2 separate regions of the Capsicum annuum genome follow, and region 2 is linked to region 1. The links are chromatin contacts, called in public Hi-C maps. All regions are on one chromosome and are shown on one strand. The core of a region is the stretch at or near the end of the contact, and the rest is flanking DNA. Distances in the headings are between cores, read along the strand shown. Region 1 holds the start of LOC107870752 (inositol-tetrakisphosphate 1-kinase 1). Region 2 holds the start of LOC107870737.

The links. A called contact is a pair of places that touch in the nucleus more often than the background predicts.
Region 2: a Hi-C map of bud shows a contact between it and region 1, with 4 times the contacts expected there. The contact joins the promoter of LOC107870737 here to the promoter of LOC107870752 in region 1. A contact is called at or near these places in 2 of 5 Hi-C or Micro-C datasets (bud and leaf).

The regions. Positions count from the first base shown.
Region 1 is chr1:18,448,317-18,455,365 of UCD10Xv1.1, reverse strand. It overlaps LOC107870752 (inositol-tetrakisphosphate 1-kinase 1), which reads left to right and starts at 1,631. Exons shown (of 2, transcript XM_047394747.1): 1 at 1,631-3,298. The coding sequence starts at 2,014. The coding sequence ends at 3,111. It also overlaps the pseudogene LOC107872687.
Region 2 is chr1:18,596,659-18,603,860 of UCD10Xv1.1, reverse strand. LOC107870737 reads right to left here and starts at 4,506. Exons shown (of 4, transcript XM_016717354.2): 1 at 3,742-4,506; 2 at 1,748-2,018; 3 at 1,495-1,665; 4 at 745-1,253. The coding sequence starts at 4,001. The coding sequence ends at 1,131. It overlaps LOC107870729 (RNA-binding protein 34), which reads left to right. Exons shown (of 6, transcript XM_016717341.2): 6 at 1-267. The coding sequence ends at 22.

The DNA.
Region 1 (7,049 bases), core at 382-2,881:
TAAACAAATAAAAGAAATGAAGAGGCCGTTGACAGTCATTTTTCTCAAGACGACAAAGATATGAAAATAATATTCAGTTTATGACCGTATTTTGAAACAAATACTAAAAAAGTGATAGATGGTAGGAGAAACAGATTCTCGTAGGATGCATGGATTGTCATACTCCTAAAAAAAATACAATAAATAAAGTTTATTAACAAACATAATGATGATATGTTAGATCTCATGATTTATTCACAATTAAACTAAATATGTATAATAAAAAATTAAAAGAAAATTCATAAATTATATTTAGTTCCTTTTAGGTGCGGAATTTTTCCTTTTTTTTATCCTAAATATTTAAATAATAATTTAATAATAATTATTTTTTTAAAAATAGTAAATGACGATTTTGTCTATTATGGAGTGTTTTAATGAAGGGTAAAAAGTTCAAATCACTTTTCTAAGGGTCTTTACACTTTTAATATATTATAGATATAGATTATATATATAGATTATAGATCACAGATATAAATATAGATTATAGATTATAGATATAGATATAGATTATAGATTATAGATAAAATTAAAAGAGAATTCATAAATTCATATAACAAAGAAGGCTAGAAAACTCTAGTCATGAACGTAAGAAGAAAACTTTAATTAATTATCAATTATCAAAATAATTTTTTTTTCAAGTAAACTTTGATTAAAATATGACTTAAATAGAATTCTAGACATTTTTTATATAAGGTAAAAAAATTATATAAGGTAAAATTTTATATGATTTAGAAGTTTTATATAAGGTAAAATTCTAATTTATTTAGAAGTGTTAAATAATACAATTTCATAGCTGAATCAAATAATTTTTTTCCTTTTGCGTAAATTAAAAAAATATATATATATTTTGATTAATAATTTTTTTTTTCTTAAAAGTTTCCATGCGTGTTTCCTTTTAAACAAACACAATTTTGGTTCTTAATTCTTTTCCCTTTTACATCACTTTTCTCCTAAAATATTGCATATGATTCCTAATAAAAAATTTCATACATTAGATTTAATTCCTTTTAGGTGTGAGATTTTTCCTTTTTTTTGTTTATCCTAAGTATTTAAATAATAATTTATTATTAATTATTTTTAAAAAATAGTAATTTTTATCCTAAGTATTTAAATATTAATTTAATATTAATTATTTTTAAAAATAGTAAATGACGATTTTGTCTATTATGAAGTATTTTAATAAAGGACAAGAAGTTCAAATCACTTTTTTAAGGGTCTTCACACTTTTAATATATTATATATATAGATTATAGATATAGATTATAAATATAGATATCTTTTATACTTGCTATTAAATATTATTCATCATTAAATGTATTTTTAAAGTATAACATTTATTATATTCAAAAAATAATATAGTAAAATTATCTTATAAATTATTGTTTCTTAAATTTCTATCAATTTTACACTTGATATTAAATATTATTCATCATTGAATGCATTTTTTAAAGTATAATATTTGTTATATTCAAAAAATAATATAATAAAATTATGTTATAATTTATTGTTTGTTAAATTATGTGTCGTGGACAATTTAAAGTATAAAATTTGTTATATTAAAAATAGTCATTAATATTGACCTCATTAATTTTTGTCACCATTTTTCTCAAAATTGACGTCAGTCACCGGCTCACCGCATATCCTCTTAGGCACCAGCTCACCATCATCTTCCTCCGGTGCGGCGAGGATCAACATTTTCTCCTCAAATCACGCCACGTGTCTACCCCAACCTCAACGCCTGTCACTTTATCAAACCCTAAATCTCCCTCTCCCACCTATATATATAAATACCCCCATCTCTCCAATTCTCCTCTCTTCTTCCCCCTTCTCCGAAATCTACACTATTCATACACTTACAAAACACACACACACAGAGTAATGTCCATTCTGTGAGTTCACCTACAAATTCAATTGCACCCAATTTACGGTAAACTGTTTGTATATCTGGGTCGTAAGTCGGGTTATCGGGTCATCATGGCGGAGCCATTGAAGAGATACGGAATTGGATACGCATTAGCACCGAAGAAACAAGCGAGTTTCATTCAACTTTCCCTTATCAATCTCGCAAAAGAACGCGGTATCGATCTCATCAAAATCGATACAGACAAACCCTTAATTGATCAAGGACCGTTCGATTGTCTCCTCCATAAATTGTACGGTGATGATTGGAAGCGCCAACTGAAGCATTACAGCTCCGAAAACCCTAATTCGCTTATCATTGATTCGCCGGAGGCAATTGAGCGGTTGCATAACAGGATTTCGATGCTGCAAGCGGTAACGGAACTGGAAATCGAGTGCGAAACGGGAACGGCGTCGTTTGGGATACCTAAGCAAACGGTAATATACGATGCGAAAATTGTATGGGAAATTTACCTTGAAAACGAAGGGTTAAAATTTCCTGTTATTGCGAAGCCTTTAGTAGCTGATGGAAGTGCAAAATCGCATAAAATGTTGCTCGTCTTTAACAAAGACGGGTTGCGAAAATTGACGCCACCGATAGTTTTACAGGAGTTTGTTAATCATGGAGGAGTGATTTTCAAGGTGTATGTAGTCGGTGATTATGTGAAATGTGTGAAAAGGAAGTCCTTACCGGATGTTAAGGAAGATAATTTAGGGAGATTAGAGAGTTACTTGCCGTTTTCGCAGGTTTCGAATTTGAATAATTGTGAGAAGAATGATGATAAGTATTATAAGTTGATGAATTTGGAAAATGCTGAATTGCCCCCTTTGAGTTTGCTTACTGATATAGCTAGGGGACTTAGATTGGCAACGAAATTACATCTTTTTAATTTTGATGTGATTAGGGATAATAGAGTTGGGAATAGGTATCTTGTTATTGATATTAACTATTTCCCTGGGTACGCGAAAATGCCGAATTATGAGAGAGTGTTAACGGACTTTTTCTGGGATGTTTTGAATCGGAAAGATAAGGGTTTTGAGAGTTTAAAGAAGGTTAACTGCGAAAAGGAAGTTAGGGTTTTGGTGGGGAGTAGCGTATGTGGTGAGGATGAAGGAGCATTGCCCGTTTCATCTCTTAAGATAGAAGAAAATGAGAATCCTATTCAGGTGTGAAATGTGAATAGTAATGGGCGGCCCATTGCACTAAAGCTCCCGCTATGGCAGGTCCAGGGAGGGGCTTAATTATGTGAAATGTGAAGTGCAAAATTTGCTGAAGCATATCATTTTTCTCTTGCATTATAAAGGTTAAAGCAAGCTGCAGGGACTTATTTTAGGAGGGAGCTGGCACATCAGTTAATAAGTAGGTTCTTTGCTTTGATCAACTTAGATGGTAATCTTTGTTCAACTTGTACATTCTATCTTTGTAGTGAAATGGGTACATTTTCAGTATCTTTATCAGTTCTAGTTTTCCTTTAAGGCAATTGTTATTTCTGGCTGAAAATATCTTAAATTGTGCCTTTGATAATTTTGATAAATAAATTTTGCTGTTTTCCTCAGTGAGTGTTCCTTAAAGATTTTCTCCATTATGCTGGTTTACAACGTGGTCTTATTCTAAATTGCTCGGACTCTCCAAAAATGTTGTTGCACTTGTGTCGGATCTTCCAAAAAAATACCCTACCTTTGAAGGATTTGACACAACTGATGACATTTTTGACGAGTCCGAGCAACATAGGTCTTATTGGATAGGAATGTCACATTTTTCAAATGATGTCACTTACTGTGAAAATTGTATGGGAAATTTACCTAGAAAACGAATGGTTGAAATTTCCGGTTATTGCGAAGCCGTTAGTAGCTGATGGAAATGCGAAATCACCTAAAATGTTGCTTGTTTTTAACAAAGACGGGTTGCGGATAGTCTTACAGGAGTTTGGTAAACACGGAGGAGTGATTTTTAAGGTGTATGTAGTTGGTGATTATGTGAAATGTGTGAAGAGGAAGTCATTGCCGGATGTTAAGGAAGATAATTTAGGCAGATTAGAGAGTTACTTGTCGTTTTCGCAGGTTTCAAATTTTGAATAATTGCAAAAAAATGGTAAGTATTATAAGTTGATGAATTTGGAAAATGCTGAATTGCCTCTTTGAGTTTGATTACTGATATAGTTCGGGGACTTAGGTTGGCAACAAAATTACATCTTTTTATTTTTGATGTGATTAGGGATTATAGAGTTTGAAATAGGTATCTTGTTATTGGTATTAACTAATTCCCTGGGTATGTGAAATGCCGAATTATGAGAGAGTGTTAACAGACTTTTTCTGGGATGTATTAAATCAGAACGATAAGGAATTTGAGAGTTTAAAGAAGGTTCAATGTGAAAAGGAAGTTAGGGTTTTGGTGGGGAGTAGTGGGTGTGGTGAGGATGAAGGAACATTGCCTGTGTCACCTCTTAAGATAGAAGAAAATGAGAACCCTATTCAGGTGTGAAATGTGAAATGTAAAGGGTGGTCCAGTGCACTAACCCTTCCCCCTGTCCGCAGGGTCCGGGTGCAAAATTTGCTGAAGCATATGATTTTTCTCTTGCATTATGAAGGTTAAAGTAAGCTGCAGGGACTTATTCTTGGTAGGGAGTTGTTGGTACAGCAGTTAATAAGTAGGTTCTTTGCTTTGATCATGTCTTCTCAAAGCAATTAGATGGTAATCTTTGTTCAACTTGTACATTCAATCTTTGCAATGAAGTAGGTAACTTTTCAGTATCTTTATCTAGAAAATTTAAGTTTTTCCTTTGAGGCAATTGTTATTCCTGGCTGAAAATATCTTAAGTTGTGCCTTTGACAATTTTGATAAATGAATCTTGTTTTCCTCAGTGATTATTCTTATGCTGCTTTACAGGGTGGTCTTACTGCATATGAATTTTGCATTTTGAAATGATGTCACTTACTTGCTTATGTAATTTATTATTGCAAGAGGAATCAGATTCCCGAGGGATTTTTTTCTATGGGATCCGCGTGGCAGATTCTTGGTTGTCTCTCGCGTGGAAGTTATTATGAGATTATTTCTAGAGGAATATTCCTTTTCTGAACTACAATTTTATCAGAACCACAGTTCAAACCTTAATTTGGGAGCTTAAGACTGATTTGTTGAATATCAGTATCTTTTCTTGATAAGGTAAATAATTTTATTAATGTTGGGAAAAATCAGCTGGTTGTATCTTATGCTATAGTCTTGTCACAGGCAAATTTAGTTCATCATGAGTCATAAGGAAACCCCTTTTTGCATGTTTTATGTTCACATAATGTGGTTAATCATTAAATCTTATAGTTAGATTCACCAATAGGGAAGGCTCAGCTACACTAATGAATCTATTTATTCTTAATATCTCTTTCCTATTTGACACTTGACTGTAAATACTGATTCTCTTGCTCCTCTACTGTTATTCCTGCACTTTTTCTATTTAAGCAATATGACTGGAACATGTCTGATGAACATAAAACTATCAGTAGTATTGTCTTTTTTCCTGTAAGAATTTGCTGCCTAGTTGTTCGTGTTTAGGAAATGTTTGTCATAGATGCAATAGATTGTGTGTGTTGGTGGGTTTCTTGAAGATGGATTAGTATTAGGATATTAGTTTTACGTTTAGTTTATTCTTGTACTGCAGGGTTGTAAGACTGGAAAGGTTTTTTAGTTGTCAATGTTGGACATCCACATATGCACAAGGTGAATCTATAATATATTAAAAGTGTGAACATCTTTAAAAAAGTGATTTGAACTTTTTGCCTTCATTAAAAGACTCCATAATAGACAAAATCGTTTTTTCACCCTTTGCTTAAATTATTATTTAGTTATTTTAATAATATTAACTATAATATTGAATCCTAAAATATATATGAAAAGAAAAAATTAAGAGTCCTAAAATATATGGTAACAAACAAATATTAGGGTAAGAAGAAATAAAAAAAACTACTAAACTCCTAAGATTTAGGAACCGTAGTGTTTATGGCTTTAATTTTTTTTTTTTAAAATAAGACAATGAAGCCTATTTTGTATTAAATAAAAAATAAAGCAAAAGTCTAAAAGAACTATAAACAATGTACAGTAAATGTCTATTTGTAGTAGTTTATTATTTTTGGTATTTTTATTCTTCTAAAGTTGGTAGTTATTATGCAAAAAAAATATAAATTTACCATATTTAGAAAATTTCTTTGAAAAGGTTTTGGAATTATATAAATTGAGACTTCTTCTACAACAATACAATTGTATCTTCAATGAACATATGAAAAATAAAAAAAATACTTTTGGTCTTAGATCATTCTTTATTGTTTGCTTTAGAATTATTTTTTACGTCAAGAAATATTTTTGTAATATTAAATCTACTTTAAGGTGTATTGATTTTATAGGTATCTTGAAGATGGATGGTGATGATAATATCTATAGACAGTTAATGATTCGAATTTTGAAAGGGATTAAATTCGCGTGACAATTTTTAGTTTTGAATGATATAAATTATTGTAGCTATTCATTCTTATTTTTTTAATTTAACAATCTTTTCTTTATCTTCTTTTATGATATGATATGTAGTTTATCAAACTTTACGATAAAGAAAAAATTAGTATGATGAAAAGCATAATTAAATCTGCCTGTAGAAAAATACAATAACGGACAAAGAGACGCAACAAGAGACAAAGAAGAGAACGAGCAAATATTTCTCCAAAAGTATTCATGGTACGTAAGAGTTGTTGATAAGCGTTTCTCCAAAAGTATTCATGAATGAAGTAAAAGTTCAACGTATAGTACAATCCTTGAGTCTATTTGGCAGGACAAATGAAGCACGGGGTTTTGCTAAATTAAACTCACCTTTTGAGATTAGTTTTTTTAAATAATATTTTGAAAAGGCGGAATTGAGAATATTCATTATTATATGGGAATAATTTCTCTTTTGGTTAAATTTTTTTCCCCTTATATATATTTAACATTACTTGAATTAAGAAGTAGTGGTTGATATATGTTGTCACCAAAGCAAGTTAAAGATGTTAGGCATTATGTTTCGGTTCTGTTAAATATGTGTTAGGATTTTTCCAAAAGTATTCACAGTACAGAAGAGTTCATAAACTTTTCT
Region 2 (7,202 bases), core at 3,257-5,756, 150 kb before region 1:
GAAGAAATTTAGAAAATCTTAGGTCGTTACACTGTCAACAATGTCATACATGAAATAGTGTTCATCCATAAGTTCGCTTTTCAGGATCTTAGCTTTCTTCTATCTACGAATTAAATCGTGTACAACTCCGTCATTAATCAAGATTTAGTGGTTTGCGCTGTTGATTTATGTTCGTACGATTATTCTGGATTGTTGTATGGACATAATAAACAGACAATGTCCGAATATGTGGCTGATGCTATGGCAAACACACAAGGTTTTGGTTTATGCTAAAGGCCTTACCATTGTATTGTACTACTGCTGGAGCTGTGTTGTCTTTTCGTCATCAATAAAATCTTCATGTTACCCCCAAAAAAGAGACTTCTCTCTAGAGCCCTTGTACGATGGTCCTTCCCAACCCTACATGAATTTGGTTGCCCTTATCACGGCCAATCTTGAAATGATTTCTTTACCATGTGCTCACTTTTCTCCTTTCTAAAAAAATCCTTGAAAAGGTCCAATGACACCCAAAATTTAGCATATCCAATCAAGTTCAAGATTTAGGCTCTTCATTCGTCTAAATGTGGAACTTTAGGAAAAGAAAACACCAACATACTCGGTATAATTCCACAAGTGGGATATGAAAAGTTAAGTGTACGCTAACCTAAAACTCGTAAAGATAGAGATGTTTTTGATAAACCCTCGACTTAAAACTAAGCATATCCAAGTAGTTTGAAAAAGGGAATACGGAAATAATAAGAGCAATAACAACAACGAAATTTGTCCATAACGATGAAGCGTCATTTGTTTTCACTAAAGACATTTGAATCTGAACATTAAGAAAACAGTTGAAAGAAATGAATATAGGATCCAGGGCGACGTCTACAAATGGCATGTCAAATGTTTACTATTACATAACCATAACAAACAAATTTTCAAATGACATCAGATTCTTTTTCCTTTCTTTTGCAACTTCTAGCTAAACAAATGCTTCCGGATCAAATTCAATAGCAGCATAACTTTCACGGGCTGAGACTTGGCACAAATAACCTGCCTAATGCTAATATGTACAGATAATGAAGTCATGCCGAGGAAGGTTAATGGTATTCATGACACTTCACAATGTTTTTTGCTGATGCTGAACTCTGTAATTAGTTCTTGTTTCCGATCAATGTGGGCGTAACAGTTACAAGACCGATAAGGAAAAGTGTTGCTATAGAATGCATGTCATAGAGATCACCCACTGACTGCAATTCACCAAGAGTTATTCCAGCCTGCATTGTAATCCTTTGTCAGCAGAGTGAACCTCTAAAATCAATACAGCAGAAATAAACTAACATAGTAAAATATCTTAAAGTCTACTCCCTCTTTGCATCATAAATCTAAAATGGTAATGTAAGTCATTTTATTCTGAGGGTACAATAAACATGGACCAGAAACCATAAAATCAGCTAAAACAAAATATATTCTGTCATTGGCACTTAGCATAAAGAGTTGAATAATGAGTATTAGTACCCTAACAGTGACATAAGCGGCTGGAATGATCCCAATGACAGTTGCAAAGAAGAATGTATGGTAAGGGACATCCACAATTGGTGAAGCGACATTGATAAATGTGTTTGGCAGAGTGGGTGTAACTCTCAAGAAAAGCATGTAGTTTAGCAGCCGCGTTCGCCTTCTAGCCACCTGATAGAACAGAGATACTTTACTGCAACAGTAACATTTAGGAAAGTAGACTATGATGACTGGTTTGCGAGTTGAAAATCACCTGGTCCCGGAAGAAAGTTAACTTATCAGGCCATAGTGAGAACACAAGGGGCCGCCCAATCAGTTTGGATAGGAAATAGCAAGATGATGCACCTGCAGTAGCGGTGAACACAACCAGTGCCACACCTCTGAAGACTCCAAAGAGAGATCCAGCAAGCAGTGACATGAAAACTGTTCCTGGGATCATAAATGTCTGCATAAAAATGTAGACCACACAGTATCCCACAAGGACCTGCACAGTATAGTCGCTAGTATAGCTCTCCAGGTGATCCCTACAAAACATTCAAACGATATGTGGTATAAAATCAAAAATCAATCCATATTCTAAAATATGCTTATGTAGAAATTAGTACAAAATAAGAACAAAGAAATATTCATGATATCATCTCCAACAATAAGGACCAAAGTTTGAAAATGCAGACTTGCATGCATGTTCAACTACGAGTGCAGTATTTTGCATAACCATAATGCCAGATGTTCAATTACAAGCCTACTTTGTGGATATGTATGGATATGCTTGCACAAATACACAGCTGTAGCATTTTAAGTGCACAGTTCAAAGCAAGGACATCTTGGGATATTTCACCAACAAGTTTAGTGAACGAACTTGACTTTCTTTTTTAGAGATTGGTAACAACAAACTTGACCTTCTCAGCTGTTGGTTGATCAATGCCTGACCAAGTATTCCAATCACGCAATGGTGTACAAGCGACTTTACTGCTTAGAATTAAGGGGTCGTTTGGTACACTCCATGAGATAAGTAAGGATATCCCATGAGGCGGGATAATAATTCCACCATTTTAGTACAAATGGTGGGATAACATAGTCCTGGGATTAAGTAATACTTGACACCAAACATGGGATAAAGTTAATCCCAAACTTTATCCCGGAATTATTTTTCTTATCCCTTCTACCAAACGACCCCCATAGTTTAATGCTTTCCTTTATTTGTTGCATTACACATGTTACATCTAAGAGTCGTTCTAATCACCATCCAATGGAATTTTACTTTGGCTCTCCATGAATTAGCAGACAATTGCAAGTGTTCGAGATGCCCCTAAAACCCCCAACTAAAATAGGCGCAGAGTTTTACTTCCAAATCCTTGAAACTAGTAAATGTTCGCAAAGAGAGATTATATTTAACCCCCTCAGGTTCATCCCCTGAAATTCATTGCAATATGACACAAGTGAACAACCAATGCACAGCTCGCGAACTACCCTCTTTTCACATTTAAAAAGATTGACAAAGCATCTATATACCGTGTCACCAATATTTTGTTTCCCTAACTTAACGCCAAATTATCAACAGTTCCCACATTCAACCTCGTTGTCAATTCCTACTCATCCCACCATTTAGCGCAATACACAAGATATTATAAACTTTCTACTTTGATCCACAAAATGCTAAAAGACTAAGTTTTCGGTCCTCTTTTCCTTCAAAACATCTGTCCACTCTGCTTAAATTTACAACCATTGGGGAATAGTGAATACTTCTCTAATTCAACCAGTTCAGCTGAATCAACTCCATCTAGATTCTCTTCTATGCTCCTAATGGATTTAGTATTTACATATGATTATCACACCACCATTATCACCTTTTCAAAGTCATCTTTTTTACAACTCTATAATAATGACCATACCCCTTTATGCACTTTACCATCCAACTTTTCACAACTCAACAAATTATCACTTTGTTCATTAAAAGTCTGCTCTTTTTTTCAATGATTTGGGAAGGAGGGACACACCAATTAAGCACTTTCTCATCCAGAAAAACTTATCAAGATAAAAAATGGACTAAACTAGATTAAGGAAAAACATGTTCAAAGGTACACTAAAACTCCAATTATGCACGAGATCCAAGGAAAGACTGGACCACAAGGTCTATAATAGACCGCCTTATACTGCATTTCTGCAAGAGGCTGTTTGCACGACTTGAACACGTGTGGTACATGACAACAACTAGAATTTAAAAAAAAATGTATGTCAAAAAAATACCTGAGTATTTGAAGATCTTCAAGATTTCTAGGAAGCTTAAGAAAGCTATAATCAGAAGCAGGCATGGTTAAATAAACACAACCAAGACCCATTACATAACCCAAAACAACACTAACAGCTACACCAATCTCCCAAAATGACAAAGGAAATTTAGCAGATTCCAATACATTAACAACAACAACACCACTTCCACCCATTTTCCCTTTCCCTTCAATTTCACATTTCAATGATGATGAACATGTTCCAACTTCTCCCTCCATTTTTTACCAAAAATTTCAACAATCCAATATATTTCAATCAAAATCTCACAACCCCAACAAATTTTCTTCGAAAAAAAAAAACAAAAATCTCAACAACCCAATAATTTTCAACAAAAATAACACAACCCCACCAAATTTTCTTGAGAAAAGGAAAAAGAAACAAAAAGTACAACAAAAGCAACAAGAAGTACAACAGAAATTAGAGGAGAGAAAGGAAATTGAATTTTATTTTTGTTTGCTTTAGCAATACTCTTTATTAATTCTCTATCCTTTCTCTCTCCGTATTTCTGTGTGCAAAAAAGGTCTGCTTTTTTCTGTGTTTTTGTCAATCAATTACGGAGGGAGATAAAGCATATTCGTTCATTCTCTGAGTAAAAACAAAAAGGTAGGGGAAGTTATGACAATTGTAGAATTTTAGGGGGTGATTGTGTAATTAAAGAAAAGTTAATAGTAAGAGAGAAGAAATGGTTGATGTGCGTTTACTTGCTACTCGTTAAACGTTTTCATCTCTTGTTAGATTACTAGATATGACATAAATAGAATTTAGGTAATTAATTATATTTTTAATATATTTTTAGATATTTTAAGTTGTTAATTATAATTTTGAATACTTTTTTAACTAATTTTTAAATAATATATGTTATATTCTTTGTTCAAATTTTTGTGGCATTAATAGGCAATTATATTTTTAAAATTTTAAATTATCGTTATTTATAATAATTTTTTTCTATTCTACTAATTGAAAGTGACATATTAAAATAATTATAAAAAATACCTGTCAAAAAAATTTAAGCGGATCCATATAAGACGCCAAGTTGATTTAAAAGATCGAGAGTTAATTTATCATTTTATATTTATTTTATTTTTTATTAAGTATTATTAATTTTTTAATACTTAAATGTAATAATTAATTATGAATAATATAGTAAAATCACGATTGAAGAAGCTCAAGTAGTCATTTCATTAATGTCTATTTTACTTTATTTTTAAATATTATTATTTTCTAATACATAAATAACTATAATAATTACTTGAATGGTATAGTAAAATTATGGTTAAAACAGCTGAAACAGACATGTCAACCATGAGTAGTCTGCTTCAGCTGCTTCATTGTCATTTATTATATAGGAGAATTACTTTAAAAAAATTCTTGTAAAAAATTTTAAGAGAGTCTCATATAGGTTGTTAAGTTAATTTAAAACATCATGAGTTAATTTTCATTAATTTTTGTCTATTTTATATTTTTTATTAAATATTATTAATTTTTTAATATACAGTTTACTTATAATAATTAATTAAGAGTGATACGATAAAATTACGGTTGAAGCAGCTGAAACAGACATGTCATAAATGTCTATTTTTTTCTAATTAAATATTATTAATTTTTTAATATGTAAATGACTTATAATATTTAATTAAGGATATAATAATTAATTAGGCGTGATATAGTAAAATTACGATTGGAGCAGATGAAACAGACATGTCATAAATGTCTATTTTATTTTTATTAAATATTATTAATTTTCTAATACATAAATAATTTGTAATAGTTAATTAGGGGTGATATAGTAAAACCACAGTTAAAACAGCTGAAGCAGGCATGAGGTCAAATTAGAAATGATATAGTAAAATAACGATTGAAGTAACTAAAATAAACATGTCACAAATATCTACTTCAATATTTTATTAAATATTATTAATTTTCTAATACATAAATAACTTATAATAATTAATTAGGGGTGACACAGTAAAATCACAATTGAAGCAGACATATCGACTCTGTGCTTGATTCAGCTGCTTATTCCCTCTTAATTATATAAGAGAATATATTGTGGTTTGCAATGCGCTCACTTTATTTCAATTTATGTGACAATTTTTAAATTTTTGAGATTTATATTTATATATATATATATATATATATATATATATATATCTTAAATTGTCATGTGATTTAATATAACACATTTTAGTATTGTACTATTATATTGTATGAACGAAGAATTCTCGCTCTATAGAAGTCTAAAGCATTTTTCTTCTAGAAAAGGATAAATATGGAATAATTTTGTTTCGATCAGTAAAAAAAAAAAAAAAAAAAAAAAATAATATGATGAAATTCAAATAAGATGGAAAATTCAGGCAAATTTTCATATATTAGAAGAGGTGGTTTTAACATGTGAGTTTTTTGTCTTTAAATTCTAGGTCTTTAAAATAAGTTTTAAGCTTAATTTGATAATTTTTTGTACTTTGTTTTTGGCAAAATGACATTTTGGACCCCTCTATTATGTTGATTTTGTAAGTTGGACACTTCTACTTACATGTTTATCATCTGGACCCCTGAATCCACTAAAAAACAACATTTTAAATGCTTTTTCGGTGAGTGTAACACACTCTCTCCACGTCAGCTGTCATGTCAGCTTCCACGTCATTTTTAAATATAAAAAATATTAAATATTAAATAAATAAATAAATTATTTTTAAAAAAACAAACCCCCCCCCCCCCCCCCCCCTGCATTTTCCTCTTTTCCCTCTTTCTTCATCTTTTCTTTCTCTTTCCCCAGTTCTTATTCTCTCTCTCTCTTTCGTCTGGTTCTTCTTCTACTCTCTCTCTCTTCTCCTTCTCCTTTTCTTTATAAACCCCAATTAATATAATCTACTTCAATGAATAAAAAAAATAGTTAAAATTGTTAGATTTTATAAAAAAAAAAATCATATGAATTCAAGATCCATTGATTGTGTTTAGTTATTTGGTGTGAAATTTTGAATTTTTTTGTTAGCAGGTGATTTCATGGTAAAATTGAAATGCAATTGAAATTTAAAATTTTTTTAAAATTAATTTCATGGTGTTTGATTTGAATTAATTTCATGATGTCTTGATCAAATCTTACCCAAAAACTGAAATTTAACATAAAAATTGACCAAAACTGCTAATGAACTTAGAAGAGAAATTTTTTTGTAATGAAATTTTATAATGGGATTTTGTAATGTTGGGGTTCTTGATGGAATTTTGTAATGCTGTGGGTTGGGTTGGGGTGGGGTGGGAGAGTGACGGAATGCTGGTATGGTGGTGGTTGTGTTACTTGGGGAGGGTAAAAGACGGGATGGGGGAATGAGGAGAGGGTGGAAGATGAGAAGAGGGTGGGGGACGGAAAAGGTGCTGGATGAGGGACGAAAATGGTGGTGGACTGGTGGATGGGGTGAGGG